Regions from separate parts of the Mus musculus genome. Here regions 2 and 3 are each linked to region 1. The links are chromatin contacts, called in public HiChIP or PLAC-seq and Micro-C maps. All regions are on one chromosome and are shown on one strand. The core of a region is the stretch at or near the end of the contact, and the rest is flanking DNA. Distances in the headings are between cores, read along the strand shown.

The links. A called contact is a pair of places that touch in the nucleus more often than the background predicts. HiChIP or PLAC-seq counts read pairs in DNA pulled down with a chosen protein or histone mark.
Region 2: an H3K4me3 HiChIP or PLAC-seq map of bone marrow-derived macrophages shows a contact between it and region 1, with 5 times the contacts expected there. The contact joins the enhancer-like site here to the promoter of Myo10 in region 1. A contact is called at or near these places in 13 of 39 promoter capture datasets (the 3T3-L1 cell line, 3T3-L1-derived adipocytes, the HPC-7 cell line and 8 more), 1 of 15 datasets of contacts at CTCF or cohesin (the NIH/3T3 cell line), 4 of 484 Hi-C or Micro-C datasets (bone marrow-derived DN3 thymocytes, embryonic fibroblasts, liver and 1 more), 20 of 115 datasets of contacts at active chromatin or transcription factors (the 230-238 cell line, bone marrow-derived macrophages, cardiomyocytes and 13 more) and 1 of 9 other capture datasets (liver).
Region 3: a Micro-C map of embryonic stem cells shows a contact between it and region 1, with 2.9 times the contacts expected there. The contact joins the promoter of Basp1 here to the promoter of Myo10 in region 1. A contact is called at or near these places in 8 of 39 promoter capture datasets (HPC-7-derived erythroid cells, cranial neural crest, epiblast stem cells and 5 more), 10 of 484 Hi-C or Micro-C datasets (CD4 T cells, adipose-derived mesenchymal stem cells, embryonic stem cells and 3 more), 14 of 115 datasets of contacts at active chromatin or transcription factors (the 230-238 cell line, bone marrow-derived macrophages, embryonic stem cells and 6 more) and 3 of 9 other capture datasets (adipose tissue, liver and pancreatic islet).

What each region holds. Positions count from the first base shown.
Region 1 is chr15:25,620,224-25,624,145 of GRCm38.p6, forward strand. Myo10 (myosin X) reads left to right here and starts at 2,327. Exons shown (of 41, transcript NM_019472.2): 1 at 2,327-2,807. The coding sequence starts at 2,787.
Region 2 is chr15:25,465,202-25,469,186 of GRCm38.p6, forward strand. The region is part of intron 2 of Gm48957 (predicted gene, 48957); the gene reads left to right. Among named protein-coding and RNA genes, the nearest start is that of Gm48957, 53 kb to the left of the region's middle. Within about 2 kb of position 2,735, at least 11 of the 459 cell types and tissues checked have an H3K27ac peak or open chromatin away from gene starts, as enhancers often do.
Region 3 is chr15:25,412,168-25,415,846 of GRCm38.p6, forward strand. Basp1 (brain abundant, membrane attached signal protein 1) reads right to left here and starts at 1,597. Exons shown (of 2, transcript NM_027395.2): 1 at 1,385-1,597. Gm48957 (predicted gene, 48957) reads left to right here and starts at 2,023. Exons shown (of 4, transcript NR_168943.1): 1 at 2,023-2,982.

The DNA.
Region 1 (3,922 bases), core at 1,077-3,576:
ATTCCTTTAAATTATAAAAACAAACACAACAGCACTTTAAAAACAAAAAAACCCAAACCTACTGTGTGGGCTCAGGCCTATGCCAGTGCTCAGAAAGCTGAGACAGAAGGACCTCAGGTATGAGACAGACCTGAGCTACTTAGGCTCAACAACCAGCTGGGGCTAGCTCAGTTGGTAAAGTGCTTGCCTAGAATACACAAAGCTCTGGGTTCTATTCTCGGGGATGCCAAAGTGCCCTAGAGGCAGGGAACATCAGAAGCTCAGAGTCACCTTAAGCTACACAGAGAATTCTAGAATATCCTGGGATACTCCAGATCCTGTCTCTAAGGAAAAATGAACAGACTTTAGGTTTTGTTTTGTTTCTTTTTTAAAGTTTTAAATCTGCAGAAAAAGAAGGGAAAGCCCAGAGTGGCCACACAGTTAGGTAGTTCCAGGCTTCTCTATTACCAAGTGTTGTGTTAACGTAGCACATCTGTTTTAGCTGATGAGCTAGGATTGGCTCGGATGTTGACTTCTGAGAGGCCAGGGGCCAAGGTTGCCCAACGAGTCTGGAACAGGACCGATGCTGGGAACCAATTCACACCCACATACTCTAACCAGCTCTTTAAATCATTTTTCTTGCAGAGATGTGTGTAGATTAATGGGATAATGGCATAATTGTTCAGCTGCCCTACCTGAACACAGCTGGTGGCAAAGCTCATTTGACTAAGCACTTTGGTTGTGTTGAGCATTTTTGATATCTGTTCTGGCTCCATCTTAACCTTCCTTCAGCCTCGTGTAAACCCGTGGAAAAAACCAGCCACGTGGCATAGCACATGTATCATTAACTGGTTTATACCTTGAATCTTCCCTCAAAGTGGGGAGATGGGAGTAAGGTCACCAACACTAATGTAATGCTTTGGAGTTCAATAATGCTTAAATTCCCAAATAAAGATGACAAGATGGTTCACATGTTCAGCCATTTCATTCAGTCTGAGCACAAGCTTCGACTCTCCCAACTGCAGGTGGATAGGACATCAAGAAAAAGCCAAATATGTGATTGATCTTCCAACATCTGGAAAAAAAAAAAAAAAAAAAAAAAAACCTAAGAAGCGGGTACCTAACCAGGCAGGGTGCAGCTTGGGATAGTGAAGGCTGTGTCTGTTTCCAGAAAGACTGCCCTGGAAAGTATCTTTCTCAAGCGGCTGGCAGTTAACAAATCCTTTAAGTAGAACTTCTCAAGTCAGTTCATTGTTGTTCCCAGCTTGCCAGTTAACAACCTGCTGCTGGACCAGCTGTGTGGTTCCGGAGTGAGTCTGACAACACCCAGCCGGTTGGTTCAAAGGGTTCATAGATCCAGTACTTGGGTGACCTGATCTTGCTAAACTGCTACAGAAGGAAACTCCTTCTGAGCTGTTGGGAGTTCTTTCTGCAGTGGGCCAAGCACCAGCTTTGGAGGGCCCTCTGGACTCCTGTTAGGAAAGCAGACTTAGGAATCCCAGTCCGTGTTACAGGATCCCCAGATTCCTGGCCACAATAAAGCTGGAGTTGTCTCGGTGAGAATCAGGACTGACTCCTGGTGAACCGAGAGCAATTACCCATCTCTCTCGCATCTGCTCTACTTCCTTTACGTCCAGAAAAAGAGGTTACAGTTACAAGTGCTATAGGACACGTCCCCTTCCAGTATACAAAACATTTCCCTGTGGCTATCAAAAAACCCACTTGGAGCAGAGAAACTCAACAAGGAAAAGCAGCTTTCAAAAGTTCAGATTCCTGTTTTCCGCTTCCTGTCCTGGGATCGCACGATAGAGTCGCAATGATGAGATCCACGTGGAGCAGGTTCTTGGGGTGTCTAACATTCACCGCCGTGGGGCCCCTCCTCTTCAGTCCCGGGTAACTTTCTAGTATCTACGATCAGAGGGAAGAGTCAAGTCATCTAATAGCGCCTAGGCCGGTGGCAAGAAGACCCAGGAGAAGCACACTGCTCTATGGATTCAGAGTGGATCTAGGCGGTAGCTGGGACTCCGCGCACCCGCCGCTCTCAGGGAAAGCACAGGGCAGGGCTCCGAGGGGCGGGGCCGCGCATCCGGTGGGCGTGGTTTGGGTGGTAGCTGGGAGAGGGCGCGGCATGTAGGAAGCCCGAGCAGGCTGTGGGCGGGGCTATAATGGGCGTGACCAGGAGTCGAGTAGGCGGGGTTTGGGTATATTTGAGAGCAGACGCTCAGTCTCCGCAGGTTGGAGGAGTTTCTGGGGGCGGGGCCAGGTCCGTAGGAGGCGTGGCTTTACTCGTGGAGGCGTGGTTATATATTGGGGGCTGGGATTGAGGGCGGGGCGGACCGAGCACAAGGGTAAGCGAGACCGGAGAGCTGGTGAGAGCCGGCCGCGCCTGGGGCGGGAGAGCTCACCGTTGTTGGTTTGCTGGTGATCCGAAGTCGTCCACCCCACCCCCGCTGGGACCGAGCGCCCCCGGCGGAGCTCCAAGGGAGGCAGGCGCGTCGCCAGCCCCTTGCCGGCCCTCCCCCAGCTCGGGAAGAATGTGCCACCAGCTGTTCTCCTCCCGGGAGCACTTCGCCCAGAAGTGAGGAACTTGGAGGAAGGAGAGACAAAGGCTGTGGTTGGGACAGAGGAGGTCCGAGACGCGGACAAAAGGTGCGGAGGAGCAGCAGCGACCGGGGGATGGCAGAGCGGCGGCTCCGCGGGCTGGAGTCGCCCCGAGGCGCACCGTGACACGCGTGGCTTCCCGGGACCTGCCGCTGCGCTGACTTCCGCGACTGGAGCCGTGCCGGGAAGGTGCGGGCGCCGGAACAATGGACAGCTTCTTTCCCGAGGTGAGTGAGTGGCGGGGAGGACCTGGCTGAGACCGGGACCCGGACCGGCACACCGAGCGCGCCCCAGCGCCTGCGCGTCCCCAGGAGGGGAAACTTTGTGGGAATCTCCTGAAACCCCACTCCCTCCGCCGGCCCCGAGTCTCGGATGAGTAAGCCTAGGCAGGTTTGAGTTTGTCCTGCGCTCGCATGTCCCCGGGCGTGGGTGGCTAGCTGACACTCCGCGCCAGGTGAGTCCCCGGGCGCCGGGTGGGGGAGAGCTGCGGACCGGACGGCTCGGGTGCAGGAAACGCGGTAAAAGGCGCAGCCGGGAGGTGCCTTGCTCCAAGAAAGGTCTGGGACTTCCTTTGCTGAACGTGCGGGCTTCCTGTGGCTTCCAGAGGAGCCGGCTAACGAAGTGTGAGCCGGCCGGCTGGGTCCTCGGTCACTGCTTGCCCTGCCTCATTGGGCTTTCAAGTCTGGGGTCCTTACTTTACTAGTACTGCTCAGGTCGGGTTTGCAGATAATTCCAGAGTACGAGACCGAATGATCTTGTTTTTAATGCCATTTTTTTTGGCAGATCTTGAATTCGAGTTTAAATAAAATTTGTTTAGGGCAAACAATGGTTATTTTAGAAGATGAAACCGATGCCCGCTTTAGGGTCTTTGAGGGCGGGACACCACAGTTACTTGAGACGGGACTTGAAAGTTCCCTTTTCCCCCAGGGATGGAGAGCCGCTCTGGTTTCTTGGCCCCGATTCCTTTCTTGGTTGTGTTTATTTAATAAATTCTGTTTAAGTTTTGAGGTTTGAAGTGGCTCAGAGTAAACTTAGCTGACTTTGAGAGAGGCTGATGAGATTTTTTGCTGAAAAGTCAGGGTGAGGTTTTTGTGAATCCAGGACAGTCTTGGAATCTTCCAGCAAATCAGAGTGGTGAGAATTTGCCTGTGCTTTGGCTAGCTTGCTTTGTCAGAGTTAATTGGCTATAGTGTTTCAAGGTCTGACGTTCACTTACTGTACTCTCAGACAGCTACTTATAATGGCCACAGTGATGTATTGTATAATGTTCGAATTGACTTTTACCAAAGTGTTTGTCTCTGTCACCCTGAAAGGCATCCTGGAAAGACATTAACCATCCATT
Region 2 (3,985 bases), core at 1,485-3,984, 150 kb before region 1:
TCTCTCTCTCTCTCTCTCTCTCTCCTAGCAATTTTGGGTCAGATGTGATTTCTCAGCTACTTCTCCATCCCCATGCCTGCCTGCCTGCTGCCACATATCCCATCATGATGATAATGGACTAGCCCTCTATAAGCAAGCCCCCAGTTAAATGCTTTCTTTTAAAAGTTACCCTGATCATGATGTTTCCTCACAACAAATAGAACAGCAAGACAGGTAAGCTAATATTCTGCAACTGTTGATCAAAACTATTATCCACCAGCACACACGATTCTTATATTTGATATATAGTAACATTAATTTACTTATTTTTAGTGTTTTCATGTGATTAAAACAGTCCTTGGGCTTTTGTGGTATTAGGTTGAGTATCAATCCCTCTGCCTTTACTTATTTCGTTGTTCGTTTTCTATTATATATTTTATTATTCAAAACAAAATTTAAATTTAAATATATTTCATCATATTCTTCTCCTCCCCCAAGTCCTTCTAAATCCTCTCACTGTCACTATCCACCCAACCTTAAGTTCTTTTTCAAAGCAAAACAAAATGAAAAAACTAATACAAGAGATTCCTCAATCCAAGAAAACAAAGTAATACCCAAAACAAAAACAAAAACAAAACAAAACACCAAACTGTAACCAAATAAAAGCATGCAAAAAACAAACTTGTGGATTCCATTATGTTGATCAACTACTCCTGAACATAAGGCCTGTCTTGGAGTCATTAATATACCCAGTGTCCTCGTTCCATTGGCAAAAACTAACTTTCCCTCTCCCAGCAGATATAAATGACAGGTCAGTTGTTAACCTTTACCCTTATGGCTAGGTTTCCATTCAGTCATAAAAAAATATATATACAATAAGATAAAACAACTACTATTAAGCCAAAGTCACATAAGACCAATCAACGGAAGGAAAGGACCCAAGAGAAAGCACAAGAATCAGAAACCCACTGGTTCCCACACTCAGGATTACCATTAAAACACTACACTGGAAGTCACTCTATAAATGTAGAGGGCCTGGTGCAGGCCCATGTAGACCCTGTGCATGCTGCATCAGTCTCTGGAAGGTCATACAAGCATCCATCATATTGATTTAGAGAGCCTTGTTTTCTTGGTGTCCTCCATTCCCTGTGGCTCTTACACTTCTCCCCATGGGGACCCCTGAACTCTTTTCCCTGACGAGAAAGATTTGATGGTGACATCCCACTTAGGGCTGAGTGTTCCAAGTTCTAGTATCTCTGTGTAATGTCTGACTGTGGATCTCTCTATTTGCCCCCATCTGCTGCAGAGGGATTGTTATTAACAATCCACACTGAATTGAGTCAGTGCTGTAGTTTGGATATTGAGTGCCCCCAACAGCCCATTTAAAGGAGTTTAAAATTCCTCTCTAAGGGTTTCTTAAGTCCCTGGGAGTTCAACTATAAGGGGGACTGTGAACTTTGGTTCCTTTCTACATCTTTGCTTCCTGGCTCAGGATGTGCCAACAGCATTCCCATAATTATATGGGATTATATGCTACTTCATCAATGGACCAAACAACAAGTCATAGACGGGAGCCTCCAAAACACTAAGAGAAAACAAATCTTCTCTCTTCATAGAATGATTATCTCAAGTATTCTATTATAGTGCTGAAAGCTAGCACTTCCAGATGATCTGAAGTTTAGGCCCAAGTACCAACTAGGGGTTAATACACACACACACACAACTGGGGGTTAATACATACACACATACACAACTAGGGTTAATACACACACATACACACACATACAAACACACACACAACTAGAGGTTAATACACACATACACACATATATACAACTAGGGGTTAATACACACACACACAACTAGGGGTTAATTCATATACACATATACAACTAGGGGTTAATACACACACAACTAGGGGTTAATACATACATACATATACAACTAGAGGTTGATACACACACACAACTAGGGCTTAATACATACACATACACACACATACATACACACATACATACACAACTAGGGGTTAATACACACACACAACTAGGGGTTAATACACACATACACACATATACACACATATATACACACACACACACAAAGCTAGGGGTTAATACACACATACACACACACTCGCAAGCACTGAAAGAGAGACACGTACCCACGTGTGATTGTATGCTGTTATGGACTAAATTGGATGTCTCTACAATTGAGATGTTAAAAAAATTTTAACCCCCCAGAATCCCTGATTAACTATATTTGGAGATCAGGGCTTTTAAAGAAGGAATATAATCCAATACAGCCTCGGGCAGGACATTAATCTGCTATAACTGGTGCTCTCACCACAAGAGAATGCTAAGAAAGAGGTGAGAGCCCATGTAAGGGTACAAAGGAGACAGGAATCTAAAGTAGAGAGGGCAGGTTCAGAGGAGACCAATCTTACGGACACATTTGATCTTGGTTTGCGGCATTCACAACTATAAGATAAATTTTCATTTTAAGCCCCTCCACCACCACCACCACCACCATCACCAATATGTCATATTCAGCTATAGCAAATCTAGAAAACTAACTCAGAGACCACATTCCCTAAACTAAGAATTAAGGAGTGGAGCCTCACACGTGTAAATGATTCATGGACCTGGGGACTAAAATTCATTTGATTAGAACCCCAGCCACTGAGGCTCACCCCATTGTGACTACAAAATCTTACTTTCAAACAGAACTTTGCCTGGTCTTAGGAAACTGCTTCTACTTTGTAACCTCTAAGCAAAAAACTGTCCAATACTGCGGCTGGAAGTCTACCAACCCCAGCTTGGAAACTAAAGCTAGACCAACCGCATCCTCTTCAGGTCACTTAGAAAAACAAATGGAACGGAATGTTAGGAGACAGAGAGAAACTGGACTTTCTCAGCCTTAACATTTAAGTGTGGTCTAAATTATTGTAACGTCACACGGTTCTAATTTTAGGAAAAAGGGGCAAGCTGAGAATCCTGCATACTGCTATGAAGACAAGGCGTTCACGAGAAATTCACAGGCTCTGAGGCCAAGGAGCTACAGAATTAGACGAGACCAGGAGTGGAGAAAAAAAAAAGATTCTTTTTTTTTAAAAAAAAAAAAACTAAATAGTATTCAAGATGTAAATCTGAGAAGAAATTGCATGTTGGCCCTGCTTGTTGATACAGAGCAAATTGGACACAATGCCTGTTTTCTCTCTTTCTCTCAAAGCAAGAATTGAAAAAAAAAAAAAATCAAAGCTCTTGTTTATTAATTGCACTCCAAAAATGTGTGTGTGTGTGTGTGTGTGTGTGTGTGTGTGTGTGTGTGTGTGTGTGTGTTTAGAAGTCTGCTGGGGATCTAGAGAAAAAAAAAAACAAAACCTTAACTCCTATGAGACCCTCAGGAAATGCAAGCCAGGTGTGAATTCCTTTGTTTTTCACCAGAAGACTTCAGGCCCCTCTGCGGTTACTCTGTCATTCTGGTCTCACCACAGGTTATAGGGAAGTACAGCTAAGTAAGAAGGAGATGCAAACTGAGTGTTTCTAGACCAAATACAAATATTCAACTCTGGGGCTACGATGGCAAAGGAGAAGCAAACATAAAATTGCCCAATTCACAAAAGTCAATGAAGAAATAAGCATAGCTGGAGAAAATTAAATTATACCCTGTTCTTAAAACAAATGAAGTTGGGGGGGGGGCGGTAGTGTCTTATGCTAAACCTTTGAAAACTGTTACCCCCAAATCAGGTGTATGTAACATCACTCTTCCAAAGCAATAACTAAATAAAAGGATGAAATGGTCGGTTAGAAACCTCCCCAGGTCAGAGGGAAGAAACTAGCAAGAGCTAGTGCTGGCCAGGCGAAGTGAAGTGGAATGTCTCCCTGAAGGAGACCCACCAGGACTGAGGGAATTCTTGGAGGTTATCTTTACAAACAAACGGGGCTTCCCGACACACACAAAAAACCAGAAATTTCTTATAAGGGAAAGCAGTTAAAAAGAAACT
Region 3 (3,679 bases), core at 347-2,846, 210 kb before region 1:
CTCCGGAGGGGAGTGGGTGGATGGATGATGGGGAGATCAGATGGGGCTGCCTGGCCCTCCACACCCTGCTCTCCGGCGCATGCGCGAGGCCAAGACAAAGGAATAGGTAATTACAGTCCCGATTCATTCATTTTGCCTGCAGTACCGGAGGTCTGTGAGCCCTTGGTATATTCCCAGGGGTAGGGGTTAATCCACACCCCAGCAGCAGTCCCCTTGATACTCGTGTTTTATTCTAGCCCGCCACGTAAGTGGCCAGTGGTCTCGGCCAAGACAGAGGTGTGTCAGCTCCCGTGCAAAATCCTGAAATCGCACCCATGTGCGCTGTGCTCCTTTGAACAGCGTGAAAATCACTGGGGCAGAGGCCGTCCACCGAGTTCGCTCCAAGGCGGAAACGTCTCGGGGGGAAGCAGATTAGGAACAGGGCCAAGCGTTCGATGAATATTCATGAAAAGAATGCGGTCCCCAGCCACGCATTGTGTGCCATCCGATCCAGGGATTCTGGTTTTTTTTTTTTTTTTTCTTTTAATGGTGTGGGGAAGCGGGAACCAGACGTTGGGTTGTAGCGTTTGAGCTACGGGGGAAAAAATCTACAGAAATCTTGGCTTGCAGAAGGGTTGAGCCCGCTCGGGCCGCGGGCTGTCAGGTTCAAGCCCACACGCCACCCCTCCTTCCCCCAGGCTGGGGCGGCGGTGGAGGCGCGCGGCCCGCTCTCTGAGCGCAAGGCTCAAAAAATAAAATAAAATGCTGGCGACGTCCACAGGTTAGTGGGAAGACAGCTCAGCCGCAGACCAGGCTGGGGGCTTTAATCTGCCCCGGACGTGCACACCGCCTTCCGAACCTCGTGTTCCTCGGTTACCCTAAACCAAGATCCAGGAGTCCCGAGGGCCAAGCCACCCCCGCCCCTTCCGATCTGACCAGATTCCGCGTCTTCTTTCTCCCTCCCCACCCCACCCCACCCCCATCCTCCATCTTCTGTTACTGCGCCCCTCACACCGAGCGCCTTCTCCGTGGCTGTGCGGGTTCCGCTGACAGAAGGCTGGGTTCAGCCCACAGAACCGTGGCCAGTGGTCTCGGTGCTGTCACCAGCGGCTCCCCACCCTCCACCCCCTCCCTCCCGAACTCGGTTCGTCCGCCTCGCCGCCACCCCCTCCAAGTCCCCCACCCTACGAAAGGCCGAAGCTGTCCACCTGGGGGAGAGCATCACCTTGGATTTCCAAATGCGACAGAACCCACATAGAGGAATCCCATGCCCACTGTGTCTACACCCGGCCGCACCCCGGCTGCACCGTTGGAGAACCCTAGGCTTCGGGGTGGGGCGGGGCCCTGGGGAACCGGTGGCCCGGAGTCCGCGGTGGCCTTAGGGACCCACGGCGCGCCTCCTTACCGGCTTTGGGTGCCTGTGGCGGCCCTGGGTGAGCGCGGTGCCTCCAAGGGGCCCGGGTGGCTGGTGTCGTCCGGCCGGGTGGCTGGTCGCTCAGCAAAGGCTCTCTCTCTCCCGGCTCGACGGCGGAGCCCGGAGCGTGGAGCGAGTTGGAGCGCTGCCGCCACCGCCGTCGCCGCTGCCGCTACTGCCGCCGCCGCTGCAGCCTCTGCATTTCTCGATCGCTCCCCCTCCCCTTCCTGCCCAGCGCCCTCCCCCCCGCGCGTCCGCCCGCCCAGCTCCTCCGCTCGCCGACCCCGCCCGCCTCGCGCCCGCCCCTCCTCTCCCAGCCCGCGGCCCGCACCCCTCCCGCTCCTTTCGCGCCCCGCCACCCAGGAGGGGGTCCCCCAACTTCTCTCCACCAGCAGCCACTGCGCCCCGAGACGCCCCGTGATCCAGCGCCCCCCCCCCGTCACCACACCCGCACAGTCACCCCCACCCACTGCTCTCCACATCCAGATCCCTTACCCGCCTCCCCAACAGTCTCTGTCAGCCCCCCTCCTCCTATTCCCTCCTTACACGCCCCTCCATTCCCCCCCCACCCCACCCCCACCCCCACCCCCGGCGGGACTGTCTGTGGATTTCTCTCCTCTCTCTGTCTCGCACACATTTTATTTGAAAGCATTGAATAAGTAGCTCAGGCTCTCGCTCAGACTTAAGGGGCTGATGAACTACGCCCCCGCCGCAACCAGCTTTCTCTGCACCCCAATCCAGCCCCGCTCCAGACGACGGGCTTAGATTCTGCTATCACGTAGGCAGTGAGCCTGGGGAAGATGCGATGCCTCCCTTGAAACCATCAAGACAGATATCCGCTGGTTTTAGGGTGTCCCCCAAGGCAAGCATCTGGGACGCCTCCGGCATATGCTCGCCCTCGGGGCCCGACCAGGAGGCTCCAGCTTTGCAAGGCGCCACCGCCCAGAGCTCAGGTCTGGGTTGGAAGGGTGGGCGGCACCGCCTCAGGGTACGTTCTCCCGACTTCGGAGAGAAAGAAAGGAAGAAATGCACCCTAGGAAAAGGGGCTTCGACTTTTTGTGCCTGTGCTTTCATGGAAGTCACCAGCTCTCGGCTGCTTAAGATGCTACTCAGAAGCGCGCCCAGCCAGGCTGTGGCCATCCGCGCCAAGTCCTCGTGTCCTGGTCGACGAGCACTTTGGGTAGCACCGCGACACACAATAGCCACCACGGTTAGGAGATATGCTCGCTATGCTTACCTGTTGGCAAAAATAAAATGCAAAATAAAAATTTAAATTTGGAAACTAACACATGGTGACATCTTCTAGAACCACAGCTCTTTCTTCAGACAAAAGCCAATTTTACCATCCCGCAAACCCATTGAGCCCTGGAAGTTCCGTTCGCGGCACTTTGGCGCCCTCTGGCTTTATCAGGGTGGCTTGCTTGTTCTGCTTCGTCCTGAAAGAATAGCGGAGGGGGGGGGGAATGGAAATGTATGTTGCCTTCTTGGTTGGATCTCCCCTCATGAGTGAAGCACAGATTTGGGATGAGCTTGCCCTCCACGTCCGGAATAACGAAACACAACTACATTTAGGGAGACGAATGCCAAAGGTAAGTGCTGTCAAAATCGCAGATTGGGGGGGGTCACTTTTTTAATAGAAAAATAAATAACAGAACTTTAATAAGATTGGCAAAGGAAGTGCCACATCTTAAACCAAAAAGTGATTGGGGGGGGGGGTGAAAATATTTGTGGTGGCTGCCACTTCCTCCCCCTCCTTTTCTTCTTTCTTTCTCCTCCTCCTCCGTCTCCTCTTCTTCTTGTTTTTTTCTTCTCTTCCTCTTCCTCTCTATCTCCCTCTTCCTCTTCCTCTTCTTTCTCCCTCTTCTCCCCATCCCTACCCCTCTATTCTCCCTCTCTCTTTCTCTCTAGATAAATAGATATACTAATTGGTTGGTTGGCTAATATTTCTTTCAACCTTCTCTCACCCTCCCATCTTCCCACTGCTTAAACTAATTAAACAATCAAACAGTTCAAGAACAGGAAATCAAATCACAATTTAGCTATGATTTGAGGATTTCTTTCTCTTATGTCAGTATACCACCTATAAAGCTATTTGGTGTGCTATGGTTCCGACAACAGCACCAATTATAGCAACCAAAAATGTTTCCAGGTATGACCAAATATCCTCTGGGGGGAAAAAAACTGGTTGAAAGCTGGTGAGTTAGTTTTAAGCTCCCTAAAGCACTGGTATATTCTGTTAACTAGATGAATGTGTATAATGTATGGTATTTACTGTTTGCTAAAGGA